Linked DNA regions of Zea mays: region 2 is linked to region 1. Evidence: chromatin contacts called from public Hi-C data. All regions are on one chromosome and are shown on one strand. Each heading gives the region's core, a stretch centred on a gene start, on an enhancer-like site or on the middle of the called end of the contact. The rest is flanking DNA. Distances are from core to core; before and after follow the strand shown.

Region 1 (3,049 bases), core at 167-2,666:
ATCACAATCAATATAATAAAACACCGCTGGATGCATTAATGACCTTGTCAGCGAAACTTAAGCAACAGGAGTGCTGATCCATCACCTACACGACGATTGATGGAAAAAAAATAGGAAATGCATGGAGCTCACGCAGAATCAAAAAGCTCGATATCAACGTGCTTGATTGATTTGTCATGTCTAACTTGATTCACAGAAGGTGGACGGGGATTGGACGGAGAGTACCTTAGGGTAGGCGATGGTGCCTGGGTGGGTGTCGAACCCGCCAGTCCAGGTTAGGGTTTGGCGTCGGAGGTGGTGCTGAGGCAGCCAGTGTGTGTGCTTCAACGGGGCCTGCCATCCGAGGTGGCGATGAAGGAAGCGAGTAGCAGGTCCGTCGACGGAGCCTCTCGCGCCAGCTGTCGCCGGTGGCGGCGAGGCGTTCCCCTTCAGCGTCGCGGTCGGGCGGTCGCGGATGTGGTGAGATGTGACTCAGGCCATTCTCACGGCTAATGTTGCCACTGGGCTAACAATTATGCATTAAATAATTAGCTAATACTACCAATTAGTTAGGTATGTTTGAAGTCTTAGCTAGTAGACATGTTTTATTTTAACACGATCTATTAGCATCTATTAACAAGATTAAATGCCCTCTACTCTTGTACTGTGATATTAGAGCATCTTCAAGAGACTCTTCATTTTTTACTCTCTATTTGACTATCTATTTACGTTTTTATAAAGATTACACTTTATATATAACATCTCAGTCCAACAGACTATCTATCTAGTTTGGCTAGTCAGGTGGCTAGCCAAAATTAGCTAGTGAGAGAGCCAATTTACAGAGTCAGATAGCTTGCGAGTCAGATAGCTAGTCTGTTGGAGATTTAATTTACTATTGAGTAGCTAAAATTTAGCTTGGCGAGTCATTTAGCTAGTCTCTTGAAGATGCTCTTAAGAGCATCTCCAAAAGAATCTTCATTTTTGACTCTCTATTTAACTCTATATTTACCTTTTCATAAAAAATATACTCTATATGTAGCATCTCCATTCCAACAGATTATCTATCTAGTTTGATTAGTCAGGTGGCTAGCTAAATTTGGCTAGTGAGGGAGCCAATTTGGAGAGTCGGATAGCTTGACGAGTTAGATAACTAGTCTGTTGGAGAGTTATTTTGTTGTTGAATAGCTAAAATTTGGCTTGCTGAGCCATTTAGCTAGTCTCTTGGAGATGCTCTAACCAATCTAATATATTGAGATATAAGTGAATACTAGATATCCAAAAAATCCAAACATAGGCTACAGTATTGGTTGGATGCCACTTGAGCCCACCAACGCCGTTTTCCTTTGCCTATTTTGCAGAGCGGGCCGCCTGGGCGCGCAGGCCCGCGCCACTTTCATCCTCTCCCAGTATCCACGGCCACGGGCTCGCACGCAGTCGCCGCCGCCCTGCCCGTCTCCTTCCTGTCGTCTCCCCTTCTCCAATCGCTTCCCGATCCCAGCCAATATCTCAGACGGAATCGATCCAAAGCTATCCTAGGGTTCCGCCGTCCCGTCCAGATCCGGGCTCGTCGATGGGGAAGGAGGGCGTGGCGGCGGGGCCGGCGGCGGAGGGGAGTAAATCGCGGTCGGAGTGTATCAACTCGTCCAACCCGTACCACGAGTGCTCCGACTACTGCCTCCGCAAGATCGCCGAGGCCAGGCAGCGCCTCGACGACGAGCTCCCTGACTCGTGGAAGCGCCCGCCCGAGCAGCGCACCGTCCACCCGGACTGCATCAATGCCTCCAACCCTTACCACGAGTGCTCCGACTACTGCTTCAAGCGCATCGCCGACGCTAAATCCCCTGCCTGCGGTGCGGGTGATTCCTTCCCCGTTAATTCGAATCGTCGTGAAGCCCTTCTATCTGTTTATTATTGCTTCAAAATCCGAGCGTTGCTGTCCGCTTACCTGGTACTCGGTTGACTTCTTGTTATTAGGGCTGGAGCGTGAGGAGCGACAGCCACCAGCTGATGTGTTTGCCGCCGCCGGCATGTCTGATGCCGTGGAGCAGCATCGGCCTATAGATAACGATTCCGACGAACAGGAGGGCGCAGGTCCGGATGACGGCTACCCGCAGATGACGGAGAAGCAGAAGAAGTTGTTCGAGCTGCGGCTTAAGATGGTACGACGAGCGGCTGATTTACCTACCACTGCATCCGGGCTATTGCCACGCTGTTTGGTATATCAATTCATTCATCCATTTTGTTGTTGTCTAACGTTCCGCAGAATGAAGCACGGAAAGCGAACCAGCAGGCGATGGTTGCCGAGAAGAAAAGGATGGAGCCTCGTGGCGAGAGCCGAGGTGTTTCTAAGCAGAAGTGGTTAGACGACAGGAAGAAGAAGATTGGGAAGCTGCTGGACTCGAATGGGCTTGATATGAAAATGGCGTACATGCTCGACACGCAGGAGACTGCAGAAGCCAAGTACAAGAAGTGGGAGAAGGAACCTGCTCCATATGGGTGGGATGGTGAGTGAGCTCAATCTTCTAACGCCCACAGGTGTCTGATTGGTAGAGAACAATGTTTTCAAAACACATAGATTGGTGATGTTTACTGCATGGCTTCTCTGTTGCTAGTTGTATAGTTCTTGATGAGTTTCTGCTCCATTCACATTAGTATTCACGGTGCATTGTTATTCATGATTGGTTACTTGGCTTGTGACAACATCAGACTAAGTGTTATGTTACCTTCTGTTATTCATGTTATAAGAACATGTCCAAAGAGAAAGAAGTAAATCCTGTGGAACATAAGTTTATTATTATTATGGGGTTAGGATAGTAGTACGGTACCTTCTTGGCAAAAATTATATTGAATAACTATCTCAGTCCATCCTGCATTTGTATGGTATAAACCAGAGAAGTAAGCTAAGTTTGGAATGTATGGCGAGATATCTCTGTGTCATGTATAAATATACATACAATAGGTAAAATGTTTGCTATTATGTTGCTGGTGTCATGGTGTGTAACTATGTATAGATTGCAAACATATCTTGCTACATAATAATACTCCCTCTGTCCTAAAATAAAATTCGTTT
Region 2 (3,049 bases), core at 176-2,675, 250 kb after region 1:
AGCTAGCTCTTGACCTGTTGTTGTGCAGTATCTACTGCTGCTAGCTTTCGAACGGAGGGAGCAGTAGACTGCCGTAGCACTAGCTAGCAACGTGTGTGCGTATAGTCTTTGGCGACAGACGTGTGTACTCCACCCGGCCGGCAGTCGCACAGTTTCCGGCGCCGAACCTGCAACGATGCATGTAGTAGTAGTACGTAGCAGTACCGACTACCGAGCATCTCATCTCATCGATCTGTCGTTTTCAGCACTACGCACGCACCAACGGGCAAACGGCAGCACAGGATCTGAAAGCGCCGGCCGGAGCCCGGAGGTTTGGGTTTTCGCTTTCGCTTCAAGAGTTCAGATTTTGCCGGCGCCAATAATCGCGTAGGTACGTGACCCACTGCTGCGAGCAGCTAGCGAAGAGAGATACAGAGAAAGCGACGAGAGAGAGAGTTTCTGTTACGTTAGGTCTGAACGGCGTTGATTTGCTGAAGAAGACACGCACGTGATCGTGAATTCTAGCTAGCACTACTGCTGCCGGCTGGTGAGAGTGCGATGCTCCACTGCTTGCTTCTTCGACCAACACTACTGCTACTGCTGTTCAAGCATACATACGACGCTTTATCTTTACATCACCACCGCGAGGAGCGCCTCCCGGCTCACCACCTATCGTCTCCGGTCGCATGATGCATTATCTTAATTACATGGAACAAACGAAGTGTTGACACTCTTAGTGGACCAAAAGTTTAGTATGCAGAGATCTTTGTAGTTAGCAGCATGCATGATGCATTATTCTCTCGCATGGAGCAGGAGGAGGCACGTGTGTGTACGTTGCTAGTCATAAAACCCACATTTATTCGTGACAGTAACAGTGATACCTGGCAAATACTTATCATGTTTTGATTGAGCCAAGTGTATATATGTAAATGGCCCACATGCCCTTGCCGGCCGGGCCGCCTCCGATCATGCGCTGGCTCGGTTGTCGCTCTCCGTAAGAAACATGGCCTGGCCTGGCCCGCGCGTTGGGCCGGGCCCTGCCCGCATCAATCGCAGATTTAGGCATGCATCAATGGAGCCCGTTATTTTTGAGTATGAAGCCACAGCGCACTTCTTTCTCAAATTTATACGTAATTCATTGTGCTTTGTTTTATTATTATTATTATCTTAGATCCATTCGGTCCAGGCTTTATATATGTGCCCTACACAGAGGTGTGATTAGATGTGGTGAACGGTTGTGTTCGTGTATATGTGTGTGGGGACATGTGTGGTGTGTCTGTGCTGTGGTTTAGAAAAGGGAGAGAGACAGAGAGAGAGAGAGAAAACGGACGCAGCGGAATATGAAGAGCAGATGGTGCCGTTGTAAGTGTAACGTGCCGGTTGGCACATGAACGTACGCAACGCAACTGGGCAGCATCACACGAGTCTCCTCCTGTCTCCCACGTGATGAGTTCGCCACGCCCTCGCTGTCGACGTGCCGTTGCGGCCGCGGGGGCGTGCGTGCGGTGCGGCCGTGCGCCACTGCACCCGCCATGCGCGCGCGCGGCCGGCAGCCCGGACAGACAGCGCATAGATTCCGGCACACGGGCGTCCTGCCAACCACCCGTACGTCGTCCCATCCACGCGGCCTCGCTGGCACGCCACCAACCCGGCCCAGCGGACCCGAGGCCGCAGCCGATCGCACCGCCGCGGCGCCATCCCTCCCTCCATAAACTCCCGCCCCCCGCAGACCACTCCCCCTCCCTCAGTAGTCAACCCCAGCGTCCCGCGCTCGCCCGGAAGCACATCAACACCAGACAGCACTACAGTCTACAGCAGCAGGGCACCACCACCACAGCAATGCAGCAGAACGCCGCCCGCCTGCTGGCCGCCGCCGTGGCCTGCCTGGCGCTGGCGCTGGCGCCATCCTCGGACGCGCAGGGGACGGCGGTGCCGTCGTGCGCGGCGAAGCTGGTGCCGTGCACGGGGTACCTCAACTCCACGTCCACGGCGGCGCCCGCGGCGGCCTGCTGCGGGCCGCTCAGGGAGGCGGCCGCCAACGAGACGGCGTGCCTCTGCGCCATGCTGCTCAACAGGGCCGCGCTGCGGGCGTTCGGCGTGGCGCCCGAGCAGGGCCTGGTCCTCGCCCGGCGGTGCAACGTCACCACCGACGCCTCCGCCTGTGCCGCCGCCGGAGGTATAAAGCTAGCTAGATCGCGTGTCGTCTTCCTTCATACCGCTGCCGCCGCTGCTGCTGCTAAGTACTCATTCGATCACAACTGGCTACCACAATGAGATCCAAACCTCTCCAAGATCTGGATCTCATTAATTGGGCTGCTACTAGCAGAATCATGACCTGTCATCGTGTGCCACATCTCCGCAGCAGCTCATCTTGTGATCACGTCTCAGATGATAAGCTCGGATCGCTAGTTAACTACGTACAGTTGTAGGAGCACACACTGTGATGATGCTGAACCTGAAATCCTGAATGATCTCGATCTCATTTCGCTTGCAGGCTCAGCCACTGACGGCAGTACTGCTGCATCTTCAGCTTCCACCGGCAGCGCTTCCTCCACCTCCTCCTCCTCTTCTTCAGGTACTGCTGCCACTTCACTGCTAACTGCTACCACACACAGTACCTATATAAAGAGACGTTCAATACAGATTTTTTTTTCTTGCTCCAAACTTCTGTTTCTGATAAAAAAGAAAGAATACAAGGATACTAGCCCAGTCTTACCTGAACTTTCTGCTGCCGTTCACTTGGTCAGTGGCCAAACCAACAGCCAACGGAGGCGGCGTGGCGCGTCGCCTGAGCATGACTGGCGCGTCCTCATTGCTAGGCTTCAGTTTCATCTGGTGGTGGGCGGTCATGGCGTAGGAGTATCTGCCGTGGCACCGGCGATTTTCCTGGCTGGATCCAGAATTCCAGACTTATATGTACTACTGTTGTGTTGAGTAGCAGGTTTCATTGCTTCTTTTTATATATAGTATGCCCTGTTGTACCACTACCATTGCTGCCGTGAGCAGAACAAGAGAAAAAAATGTCAAGAACGATGCAAACAACCAGACGGAAAGAACGTACTCTCATTTT

The links. A called contact is a pair of places that touch in the nucleus more often than the background predicts.
Region 2: a contact with region 1 is called in a Hi-C map of bundle sheath, with 4 times the contacts expected there. The contact joins the promoter of LOC103626441 here to the promoter of LOC100274600 in region 1. A contact is called at or near these places in 11 of 25 Hi-C or Micro-C datasets (bundle sheath, ear, leaf and 3 more).

The regions. Positions count from the first base shown.
Region 1 is chr5:61,583,624-61,586,672 of Zm-B73-REFERENCE-NAM-5.0, forward strand. LOC100274600 reads left to right here and starts at 1,417. Exons shown (of 5, transcript NM_001148952.1): 1 at 1,417-1,829; 2 at 1,954-2,138; 3 at 2,243-2,483. The coding sequence starts at 1,550. It also overlaps the pseudogene LOC103626440.
Region 2 is chr5:61,837,237-61,840,285 of Zm-B73-REFERENCE-NAM-5.0, forward strand. LOC103626441 reads left to right here and starts at 1,426. Exons shown (of 3, transcript XM_008646849.4): 1 at 1,426-2,155; 2 at 2,474-2,554; 3 at 2,727-3,049. The coding sequence starts at 1,426. The coding sequence ends at 2,836.